Regions from separate parts of the Zea mays genome. Here region 1 is linked to region 2. Evidence: chromatin contacts called from public Hi-C data. All regions are on one chromosome and are shown on one strand. The core of a region is the stretch at or near the end of the contact, and the rest is flanking DNA. Distances in the headings are between cores, read along the strand shown. Region 1 holds the start of LOC100280585. Region 2 holds the start of LOC100273726.

What was found. A called contact is a pair of places that touch in the nucleus more often than the background predicts.
Region 1: a contact with region 2 is called in a Hi-C map of leaf, with 6 times the contacts expected there. The contact joins the promoter of LOC100280585 here to the promoter of LOC100273726 in region 2. A contact is called at or near these places in 2 of 25 Hi-C or Micro-C datasets (ear and leaf).

What each region holds. Positions count from the first base shown.
Region 1 is chr6:174,420,057-174,426,192 of Zm-B73-REFERENCE-NAM-5.0, reverse strand. It overlaps LOC100280585, which reads right to left and starts at 3,102. Exons shown (of 2, transcript NM_001153504.2): 1 at 2,104-3,102; 2 at 726-1,113. The coding sequence starts at 2,994. The coding sequence ends at 1,000.
Region 2 is chr6:174,211,937-174,217,994 of Zm-B73-REFERENCE-NAM-5.0, reverse strand. LOC100273726 reads right to left here and starts at 4,251. Exons shown (of 6, transcript NM_001148136.1): 1 at 4,152-4,251; 2 at 3,077-3,337; 3 at 2,863-2,969; 4 at 2,579-2,711; 5 at 2,300-2,494; 6 at 1,132-1,851. The coding sequence starts at 3,328. The coding sequence ends at 1,495. LOC103630692 (zinc finger protein-related) reads right to left here. Exons shown (of 14, transcript XM_008651747.3): 12 at 5,984-6,043; 13 at 5,613-5,684; 14 at 5,167-5,529. The coding sequence ends at 5,395.

The DNA.
Region 1 (6,136 bases), core at 1,853-4,352, 210 kb before region 2:
CCCATGGAGCAGTTGCGTGAAGGCGAATTCCTTGAAGGCTCGCACGCAGAACGACATAGCGGTTTGAATAGCCCCTCCTCGTGTGCTCGACCAATGCAGTTAGCATGGTGGTCATGCATGGTCCATTGATGGTCATTCCGTGATGTTTCGTGTTTATGAACTGGTTCATTTTTGCTCGTAAAGAATGTCGACGAAAGAACTATAAAGTCTAGTTTGGTAACTCCATTTACATAAGTAATTCTTATTTTTCTAAGGAAAAATAAAGTTGTCAAATTAGCCATATGGGACGTCTGGTAGAGCTTCCATAGCTTCGTTCCAATCAATAATCACTTACGCTAGAAGCAGAGTGAATCTTGTCTCCATTTTATACTAGACTGTGGGAGCCAAAATAACTCGCATCTCGCTACTCTCTAAACCCTTAAAAAATCACTTCACAACATTTTAGTCAGATATAGATTCATTTTTCTGAATTATTTAGAATTTAGAATCATTATTAAAGAATAAACTCTCAGAGCTTTTAGTCAGATATAGATTCATTTTTCCGAACTATTTTGAATTTAGAATCACTATTAAAGAATAAACTCTCAGAGCTAGAGAATTTGTGCAGCGCAGCGGAGCTCCGCAGCTAAACGAGCCCTAAAGCTACAATTGCAGACTTAAAATTCATTTTTCTATCTGCTAGTTTTCTTCGATTCAAATGCTAGTTTCTGGACAAAAGATTCAGATTTGCCAGCTGAGGAAGTAACCATTTCCGCAGTTAACTTCGCCAAAAAAAAACACTATAAGGTAAACAGATTATAAACTCAGACAAACACCCCCTTTCACAAGGTAAAACCAAACAAGCAAATTTAATAAACTTCATTAACAAAGCTAAGCTTAGATAGTTGGGCGACCATAAAGTACCAAGCAGACGATGTAACTCACATAAAAAAAACTATGTTCCGCATTGCAATGTTTCGCAGAACAAGACCTCCTAGACCCTCGACTGGATTTCGACATCTAGCCTGCGTAGCCATATCCAGAGATCTTCCAGACCCTGATAGACCCATCGGTGTAGCCAGTGTAGAGGGTGCTTCCATCGGCGCTCCAGCTCAAGCTTGTGCAGTACAGGATCTATACAAGTGCACCAGATGCAGTTAAATATCAATCAGTCTGAGAAACAGTAGATGATCATCCAACCAAAAAATAGTAGTAATGAGTATTACACAGAACATATAATACATCCGGTAACAGCAGTTTCTTCCATTTTTCATAGTTAAATATAAGGAGGAAAGACAACTGGCACGAAAATAAACACCTAATATCTGAATTCATGAGTAAATAAAATGTGTGTACATGTCTAAATGATAGTAGGCCATGACACATTATATGACAACTTTACAAGTAACAGAAAATTCATTGCAGACTATAGTTGAGATGCACAATTGATAATAATCACTGCTGATGGCAAAAAGCCAACTGTAGGAACAAAATTACATCAGCAGAGTTCAAGACAACATGTGCCCAAGCAAACACTATCTAGACGTAATACCAAGAGCACTGACACACTAGGTGAGATATAATGCTGATAGCAAACAACAATGCTGATGACAAACAATAATGATGATAACAAACAATAGACTGGATGAGGTTATAAACTCACAAGATGTGTAGTATAATACACGAATATATACAAAATTCAATGATTGTATAAAGTTATGCATTAATATCATGATATAATGCTCAGTAGAGACAATAGAGTAGAGGCTAGACAGATAGGATAACAAGAGCTGCAAAACAAATGCAAAATTGATAGAACAAACAAATCTTCGCCACAGCAAAAACATCTAATCCAAAATGTATTCTTATATGCATTAAGGCTGTTTCCAGCAGCCTTCCTATCCCACTCCCCATTTCAAAATTCACTCTATAAACAGTAGACTCTACAGTACATATAAGCGCACGGCCTAACACTAAAGATTAAGCACACTGTCATTTCTGCAGCGACATTAACAGGAAAAAGGAAGGCATCGGGACAAAAACATATACAATTACTGACCCTAACCTTTAGGGTTTTCCGAAAAGGTAACATGCATGTTAAGCCAGGTAAGGTTGGGTACAAACCTGGTTCTTGGAGATCTGGATGTCAGGCTTGAGGTCCTGCACGACGTGCTTCGACTCAAGGTCCCAGATCTTAACAGAGTCCTGGGTCGCAGCGCAGAGCCAGTAGCGGTTGGGCGAGAAGCAGAGGGAGTGGATGATGGAGCCCGCATCCAGCGAGTACAGCCTCTTCCCCTCAGCCAAATCCCACAGCAGAGTAACACCGTCCTTCCCGCCGGAGGCGCAGAGCGATCCATCGGGGCTCACGGCGACGGCGTTAACATATCCGCCATGACCATCGAGAGTGCAGCGCAGCTTGCAGTTCGTAAGGTTCCAGACCTTGACGGTGCGGTCCCAGGAACCGGAGACAATGGTGGGCTGAAATGTGTTTGGGGAGAACCTGACGCAGGAGACCCACCCGTTGTGGCCCTCGCCGCCACCGAGGTCACCTCCGATGGTGTACTTGCACTCACCGAGGGTGTTCCAGAGCTTAATGGTCTTGTCGCGGGACGCGGAGACGATCTGGCGGTTGTCAACGGAGAAGGCAACGGAGAGGACATCCTTCTCGTGGCCGACGAAGCGGCGGGTGGTGAGGCCGGTGGAGAGGTCCCAGAGGCGGAGCTCTCCATCCCAGGAGCCGGAAAGGGCGAACTGGCCGTCGGAACTGAGGACGACGTCCTGGACGAAGTGGGAGTGGCCGGTGAGGCGGCGGAAGGGGACGCCGTAGTCGGCGGTGGCGCCGGATTCCGGGGTGGAGTGGACCGGGTTGGTCAGGTCCCACACCAGCAGGGACTTGTCGCGGGAGGAGGAGACGATGAACGGCGAGTTGTCGATCGGGGTCGCGATCGCCGTCACCTCGCCGTTGTGGCCGCGCATCGTGCCCACCAGAGAGAGGGACTCCTGCGCGCCAGCCATGGTTGCTGTGAGGGATTGGGGCTGCAAGGGTTGCGTTGGCGGCGGCGCGAGGGAAAGGATGATGCGGTTAAGGGGCGGAAACGGGAGGTGGACTCATTTATAGTCGGGAGAAATTGGGACTAGGGTTTTGCGACGCTAGGATGTGCGCTAGAATGGTGGGTGGAACATCAGACGGTTCAGAGGCTGAGGGGATCATACGTTCGCCAAAAACTAGCGCTTGTTGTTTCCGCACTAAAGTTGTTTAGATTCGTTCTAAAATATAATTCATTCTATAAATTTTGAAGTGTCAATTTTTTTCAATTTAACCAAATTTATACAATGAATTAATAACATTTACAATATCAAATATATATCATTTACAATATCAAATATATATCATTATATTCTCTATTAAATATAGTTTCATATTATATCTATTATGTGTCATAAATCTTTATTATTCTCGCTATACTTTTGTTCAACTTTAAAATTTGACTCTCCAAAAATCTTATAATGACTTATATTTTTGGACGAATAGAGTATTAAATATAGTCTAATTACAAGACTAATTATATATATAAGAGCTAAACAATGAAACAAAACTTATTGACCTAAATATTTTATGATTAGCTCACGTGATGCTACAGTAAACTTTTGTTAAACATGAGTTAATTATGCTTAAAAAGTTCTATTGTTTATTCTTATATATACTTAGTAACTGACGCGCACTAATTGTAATTTAGTTAAACCAAATTTAATTATATCTATAAATAATAAAATATTTGCTTTAAAGGCAATAGATATTTATATAAAAGTTGAATCAATAGATATTTACATAGAAAATGTTATAATTTTAAAGTAAATACGGAGAGGAACTTTAAAGGCAACTTTTCCACATGTTGCTTCAATTTGAGGTTTGTCATCCTATAATAGAATTGTAGAACATGCATGGTTGTATAAATAATAATAAAGAGCTTGTATGCCTATACAATAAAAAATCATACAAATGCACTTGCATAAATACAGAGGATGGCGTGGTGCATCGCGAGTTGTGACCGTGGAGTGGAGACTGAGGCGAAAGTGCGACAAAGATGATGACTTCGCTGCCCCGTTTGCCGCCTCCTCGGCTAGGCGGAGCTGCATGGTCGTCGCCTCCTTATCGAGACACAGCGGCCCCTCTCCGTCCACTCGTAAAATTGATGCAACGCTTTAGGAGTCAATGGGCGAATTTTTGCCACACGTTGGGCGGCGATGGAGTCTTCGCGAAAGAAAGAGCACGCTTGTTGTCATGTGCCGTTTCAAATTGAATCAGACAATCCATCTCTTTTTCGCCAATGTAGATAGCACTACGGTCGAGTTGTGCTCCGATCCGAGCTCTATTATATAAACTAGCTGAGCGCCTGTGCGTTACAACGGGAATATATAATATCAGTATACTACGATAATTTATATACAAAATGTGTGTTATACTGTTATGAGAAAATGTTTCATAACCAATTTCTGATCCTAGTCATACATAAATTTTGTTATTTTAATCTAGTTGTTTCACCACTACATTGCAACCATCAATATCATGCAGACTTCGATATATGCCACGATTTGTATGACCTCATTATTGGAGAGCACGTTCCACACATGCCGGAAGAAATTCCCTCGTACATCGTTAGTCATCAGACACGCACCACCGTATGCTCTTTCTTAAACAAAAAGATAAGTGTGTGGGTTTGAGAAGATAATTAAAGGCAGGCCGACACAAAAGCTACCCTGACGGTGGCGAGGATGACGAACTGGTCACTTTTGTCGATCATCCTCTGCGTCACCTCCGGCGCCATGATGACGCCACAATCCTCGATATAGTAGTTGTACAACGCGCGTGACATGACGAGTACCGATGACTCTTGGTTGGGCTGCCAAACGAAGTGTACCCCAGGCTCATCAGCGAGGTAGTACCCTGGCCGTTGCACCACCTGATGCGCTACTCCGCTACATACATCATGTTCGAGGACACTCACACAACATCAGCAACGTCCATCGTCCCAGTGCATAAGAATTCATGTCCGGTCAGTAGCAACTTACGTGGCAGGTTGGGCTTCAGGTGGATGATGAGCTGGACGGCGTGATGGCGTTGTCGTCGGATGCGGTGTCCAGAACAACCCGAGAGTCGTCAACGTTGGCGACAACCATGAGGCCCCCTGCTTAACGATGGACAGCACGGTATAGCTGCTCTGGACCGCGTCCAAGTGACGGCTTCGCGGGAGCTTGTCGTACACAGCGGCGCATGCGACCACGTAGGACTTCTTCTAGAAGTCGAACTGATAGTAGCCAAGCTTCTTCTCATCATCGATGAGCGACGCCAACGCGAGTGCCTCTTGCTCATGGTGTTTGTTCGGGGTTTCAAGTAAGAAACATGGATTCATGCTTGGCGTTGGTTTATGAAAATGACTCACAAGTCTGATCCATGGAAAAAATATTACAAAGAATAAATGTCACACATGTAAATAGGGAATTTAAGTATAAAATATTATTCAAACAAAAGAAATCGCATGCAAAGCTCTTCTTTAAATAATATTACCTCCATCCAAAAATATAATTCAAGAATCTCGGTGATACTTATCTACTACTACGCATTGTGCAAGGGTAGCAAGTGAGCTTGGTGAGAGATGTAGTAGATGTGTTTTCTGTCATAGATGCAGGCATAAACACACATGTGGTGTAGCGGTAGTTACTCTTGGCCTTTGTTTGAGAGGTCACGGGTTCAAATCCTCTTGAGGACATGTGTGTTTTTTAAATTTTAGCTAGACATGGGCTGTACGGAGGAATGGGAATAGGCTTTGCGGGGAGGGGGAATGAGAAAGACAGAACAAAGAATGGGAATGAGAGAACAAACATGGGAATGACAGAACATGAGAATGAGAAACGCAGAACAAGGAATGGGAGTGGTGGCAGAACGGGAATGACAGAACATGAGAATGAGAAACGCAGAACAAGGAATGGGAGTGGTGGCAGAACGGGAATGACAGAACATGAATGGTGGCAGAACACGGAATGGCAGACTACTCTTGCAGCCTTAATAAGCAGTAGAGATGTAAGTATGTGTTTGCACGTTCCTATATCGATGACATATTCGATTATCAAGCAAGCACTTCTTGCTCTAGGGTGCATC
Region 2 (6,058 bases), core at 3,002-5,501:
TACTGATGGAACTCGTCTACACTACACACATGCCAGGAGAGTAGTCCTGTACCTCCTGTACCCTACACTACAGTATGCTGCACGTGGGGCTCGGTGATTCGCTACATTCTATAGTATGTACAAAGGTAGATACTGCGTGTCGTCCGTCCGTCCGCTTTGACACAATGACACGTACGTGCGTACGTCGATCGTATTAGCTTCGCCTTTTTTTTACTCGTACTGACGACAGCGACACAGTCAACGGACGACCGGTAATCCCTTCTTGCATGCCTCCCGTGGCGCCGTTTCCGCGTACATGCCTACATGGCCGGGGAATGGTCAAACACCGTCGAGACTCGAGCGAGACGGACGATGTGCTGGTGGCCTGGCCTGGTGCCCTGAACGACCAAGCAAAAATACAGAGGATGGGCTCTGGATCCGCGTGGGAGTTCGTTATTTCTGGGCTCCTGCAGATTTGGCCCGGATAAGTACAAACTTGGTAGGAAACATTTCGATTGAATACTCGTTGTGCACGATGACCTCAAATGATCCGATTGGCGGGTGTAGACACATAACGTGTCCAGTGAAGCAAATCAAACTGTTCTTGACCTGTATATCCCCGCTCTGTTAAACAAACGAGTTTGCCGGAAGCAGTATTGCTTTTAGGGCTTGTTTTGTTTGGGAATTGGGAGTAAGGGAAATGGAGAGGCTAAAAAACCTCTTGCTATTTAATTTTAAATAACAAGGAGATTTTGCCTCCCTTGCTTCTAAGCAAACCTTCGGCTAAGCACCGACCGGCATCAAAATCCACGAAACTTCAGGCAGCAAAATGCTCATGCCATATACACGGGTAAGAACCATGTCAAGTCAAGCCGTCAACCACCAACAAGCACCGGCATGATGCCAAGGTCATACTGTCAGTGTCCTGCAACGGAATATAACATGTTGGCGACGACACAAGACTGGTGGTTTGCCATTTCGATACCACAACGAAAGCAGAGACATGCTGTAAATACCAGAATGAACACCATAAAGTTCTACTCCCTCCAAAGTTATAGGCCTTTTATAGACAACTTATATCTAGATGCATAACAAAAGCTATATACTTAAAAAAAAGTCAAAACGACTTATGATTTAAAACGGAGAGAGAGTACAACATAAGGGTGGCGCACGAATGCCAATGACATCTCCTTCAAAAATAACATAACCTGCACCCGATGTGGCAGAAAGAGGACTGTATATAACACTGACCGTGGGTCAAATTCTACGTTCACCTGGCGAAACAAATACCAAGTAGTGGAACAAAATGATTATACAATCAACTATAGCAGATATATGTCCCAACCAATATTAACACCGCGGTCACACCTGAATTCCCGAACCAATAATCAACCGATTCCCAACTGGATGTAACCAAGGACCAGCCATAAGCATGTACATCAAAAAAACCGAAGGGGGTGGACAATCGCGCTCTGATCGCATCTACAAACTCATTGTGGGCTTGTGTGCCTCATGCTAGCAATCCACATCCAAACCTTCTTTTGGGGCCGCCGTGACACCCTCTTTTGTAGCATTTGAAGTAGAGGCGACACCCTCTTTTGGAGTAGTAGAGGTCACGCGAAGGATGGCTTGGGCGCTTAAGGCAGAAAGCTTGGACTGACAGAAAGCCTCCCATGACTCAGCATCTTGTGAGACAGAAGGTTCACCCTCATTTTCGTCAGAGGTGGAGGCCTGAGACTTCTCATATAATACCTGTAGTTCCAGTGCCAGGTTGCGAGCAGCCTCTCTTGATTCAGGAAGCTGGTCACTGAGTTGGGTTGCTGCAATCTGGACGAGCTTATCCATTCCATATTCTCTGATTCCCTGCACATCCTGGACAAAAAGAGAATACCATTGTTGTTAAACAATAAGAATAACAATGCATCCCTCAAATGCTAGGCAACAAATACTGGTTGGTGCATGTAGATGTAGCTCTATAGTGCACAAATTGATGTATCCAATCTCACTGTTGCTCTATTGAAGATGCCATCAAAGTATGAGTTCAAACATGAATAACATACAGCCTACAGCTAAAAGCACATCTGTCTTAATATTCTCAACCATCAAATGAATAACATGCCAACTAGGTTCAGCTTTTTGACACAGGCTGTTCAATGTTTAGAACATAGAACGAAGGATCTGAAAATAAACTTAAAATATCTGGAATACCATGTCAACTAGGTTCAGCTTATCCATTCCTATCTTAAGTTCCTTTTACAATAAGAATTGGGTTACAGAAGCTGCAGCTGTATAAAATTTTCAGGCAAGAAAGTTCACTTACTAAGCAAGGTACACTCTTGCTCAAACACACTGATGCTTTTGCTCGAACCCGCGGATTCCTGTTCTTGAGGTAGGGCTGCATTCTTGGTAACAGTAGTAATGGGGAGATCCAACTTGTCATCGATGTAAGAGCTGCCTCAGCAGCTTCACAGACAAAACGCTTATCTTGTGAAGCCTTTAGAAACAGCTGCACTAGCTGTGAATGCAGCAGTTGACAGAAAGATGTTTTCAAAGACCTTTTAGCTAATACAAGAAATTTTAAATGAATAGCGATACTCACCAGTGGATCAATAGACTCAACCAGTAGGTCACCATAGACCTTAAAGATGTCAGCACAAGTCATCAGTGCTGTTTTGCATACAGCACTTCTTGGGTTCTTCACAGATTTCACGATAAGAGGAACTAGAGGCTCCCTGCATTCAAACAGTTCGTGCTAAACAATTAGCAAAGGAGATATGATATTCTCTGTCATTGGCATGGATAAGTGGTTCCAAAAGATATGTGAAGAATTTTCCAACGGGGAAACACATTTCTTGTGCATATAATATGATGGAAACAACTTACAGCAGCTCCTGCAATCTTTCCTTGTGATACATCGCCAACTGACGAACATTGTTGAGAGCTTCACATGTCATAACCCAGTCCTTTGAATCCAACCTTTTAACTAAGGTCTGTTGAAAAAGTAGAAACAATAAAACTTAGCTTTGACTAGAACTAAAAACAAAGAGAAACCAATCTGTCCAATAAAATATCACAAATATGCAAACAGGTGCCATACACATAGAGCTGCATCAACATCTGGTAGATCCACTAGATTCTCAGAATCAATGTACTCCACGTCTGCATTTCCAGCCTCGTTTCCATTTGTCACAGCGCCAGGGCAACAAGACGGAACATTTTGTTCCTTGTTGGCACATTTGTTGCCATTCAACACAGGCTTGCTAATGCAGGATTTCACAGAATTGTCATTTCCATTCTCCACGTCTTTTGATTGAGAAACATTGGGTTCTTTCAAAGAGCTTGTTGACATTTTCACGCCCTACATGGGTTATTCACAGAAAAAAAGGCACTTAAGAAAAAAAATGAACAAAATCCAGGCCCTCCCTACAGGTACAGATTAATAAAATAGGTTAGAGTATCTCTGGTGATTATGTGGAACGCTGTCCATACTAAATCGACAGTCCATAGTGCAGTCAACCAGTCCATGGAACAAGGGTCGAGGAATAAAACAACAGTGCAAAAACATAATTAATGGAAGCCGAAATTTAGATGGTTCCGCCGCACCAATAATCATCGGATGCACACTCAATAATCAAGGCACAAAAGCACACTCAAACATCAAGGCACAAAAGCACACTCAATGACAAATGATAATCTAATCACCGACGAGATCTCACCACGTTAAATTCTACAAGTAATAGATCTCATCGAGGCTTAAGGCCAGGACGACTTAGCCTACAGTGACCGGCACACTCAAGCAGTACCCACAAAGGTTTGGTAACTTATCAGCAACAGTGCCACAGGTGGAAACGTAGAACCTAACCGAACCACGCAGCACATAAATCTATCTAGAAGTAACAGAATGTGCAGGAGAATGAACTGGATTCAATCAGCCCACAGCCACAGCGAAGTGGTAAAAAACCACTACCATTACACAGGCCAGACCCAGAAAGGGACATGGGTCATCGGCGTACACTTGCACACACAGTATTCCTTGCAAAGGAACCAGGTAGTACGAATGCGTACAGTTGTAAGTAGATCAGATCCAAATACAGAAAGCCAAATAGTTAAGGCTAGGGTTCCAGTTTTATCGGTTCCGCGCAGAAGGAGCGGAAGAGAGAGGGTGCGCATACCTGGTGAGTGCTCGTCGCCGGCGAAGGTCTGGCGAAGCGCGTCGGCGGTCGCTGCACGAGAGAGAGAGAGAGGCAGAGCACACGCCGGGTGAACGGAGAAGAGGCGTTGAACTGGTGAGGACAGGGTGTTTTTTCTTTCTTTTTCGCTTTGATGTCAATTTTGTCATTGTCTTTTTACAAATAGATCCCTGGCAGGCTGGCAGTAGTGGCAGTGGCAGAAGTATTTCACAATACCTAGATTTTGTACCATGTGTTTGGTTCCTGTACATGGGCCAAGCCCAATACAGTTTAAAGGCGCGCAGGCCCAAACCACGACCCACTCTCTAATGCTATTACATGGCCGGGGCTAGGTCAAGGTCATCAAACCTGTATCCTTTTTTCATTTTTACGTTTAAACATATTCGAAATCTCAAAACGATACGACCGCCGCCACGGCAATGCAGGTCAGCTCAACGTTACATACTTACATATACACGGCCATTGTGGGCACGAAGGCACGCACACAAGGTGGCATCGCCTGTTAAGAGCCCAAGGTCAGTGTCCAGCAGGAACAAGGCTCGGCTGATCGAAGCAGCAGTCAAGTTTCTGAAACCTGGCCTGCAGTCCAGGAATCGCCGCCTCTTGGAGACACGCGTATTTGGAGTATCCATGCAGCAGCAGCAGCGGTGATAGTGCGCCCGGTGCTGCTGCTGACTACGTAATGTGTCCGATCAATTCGTAAGAGATATGTGACACGTTGGCATACCAAAAAAAAATATTAGGTGCTCGCAATCTAGGATCTCTGGGTCTCTGGAAGATTCTACTTGTGGTCAGAGGACTGAAGAGGATACTTCATACTTGTAAGAAGAGCATTCCAAGTAAAAGATCAGACGAGAATGTACCATGTCAATCGCAACCTGAGTATTTATTTGCTCTTCAGCTCAACTGAGTCGGCTTGAGTTGGGGACAGTGTTCAGAAGGTCTCCAACTGTATCGCTGATACAAACCGAGATGTTCCCAGGAAACAGCTGAAGGGCAACACAGGAAATATATGAGCGAATATATTTCAAATCGTAGAAATACAGTTAGTTTGGGACGGGAGCGAGTAATTCTCAGACTCCTCATGTGCACAGTCACTTTTTCCTCATAATACATCCAGGTGGGGTTCCTCCCCCAGTTCACTCTATAAAAAAACTATCACACCTACGGTCACAAGGTTTCTACCCCGTCGATATATATATACAAATGGATTGCATAAAAGAAATTATAGAGGGCGAGAACACTCTGCCGTATCAGTCTTGATAACTCTGGTGTTGTAAGAACCACAGAAACCACACTTGTGGTAGAGCCAATGAAACCGTGACCTGCCTTTTCTCTCGCAGTCGTTACACAGTATATCCTGAAACAGCCACGCAACGATGATAAACGTAATGTGAGCTATATGAATGAAATAATGAAACCGGGACTGCGATAATGGTTTACCTGGCACCGGTCCTGGTATTCCTCAGGAAGCTGTTCTGCAGCCAGCAAACCATCAAGCATGCCAAAATACACCTTCAGAAACAAAAACGTCACATTAGCTATTTTACTGGACTGGAGAAAAGCGCAAACCGCTGTAGGACTTATGTATCGTCGAGAACTGTGAGCAGAATAACATGTCCAAAACTAAGATCAACTATAATTTGGAATGTACGGAGTATTGATCTTCAAGCCTACAAGGGTCCTTGGTCACCCCTCAAATTATTTTGGAGAAGAGAGAGCGCAATAATAGTATGCCTATGGACTGCCAACGGCAGAACAAACCGAAATGGCGAACGCAAAATAACTCCTTATGCTTAAGCGGCGTAGTTTACCGTCATATCTCCCAAGGATTTGCAGCAGATTGGACAAGTGTAGTGGGTACAAGTATATGCCTGAAATAGTAAGGT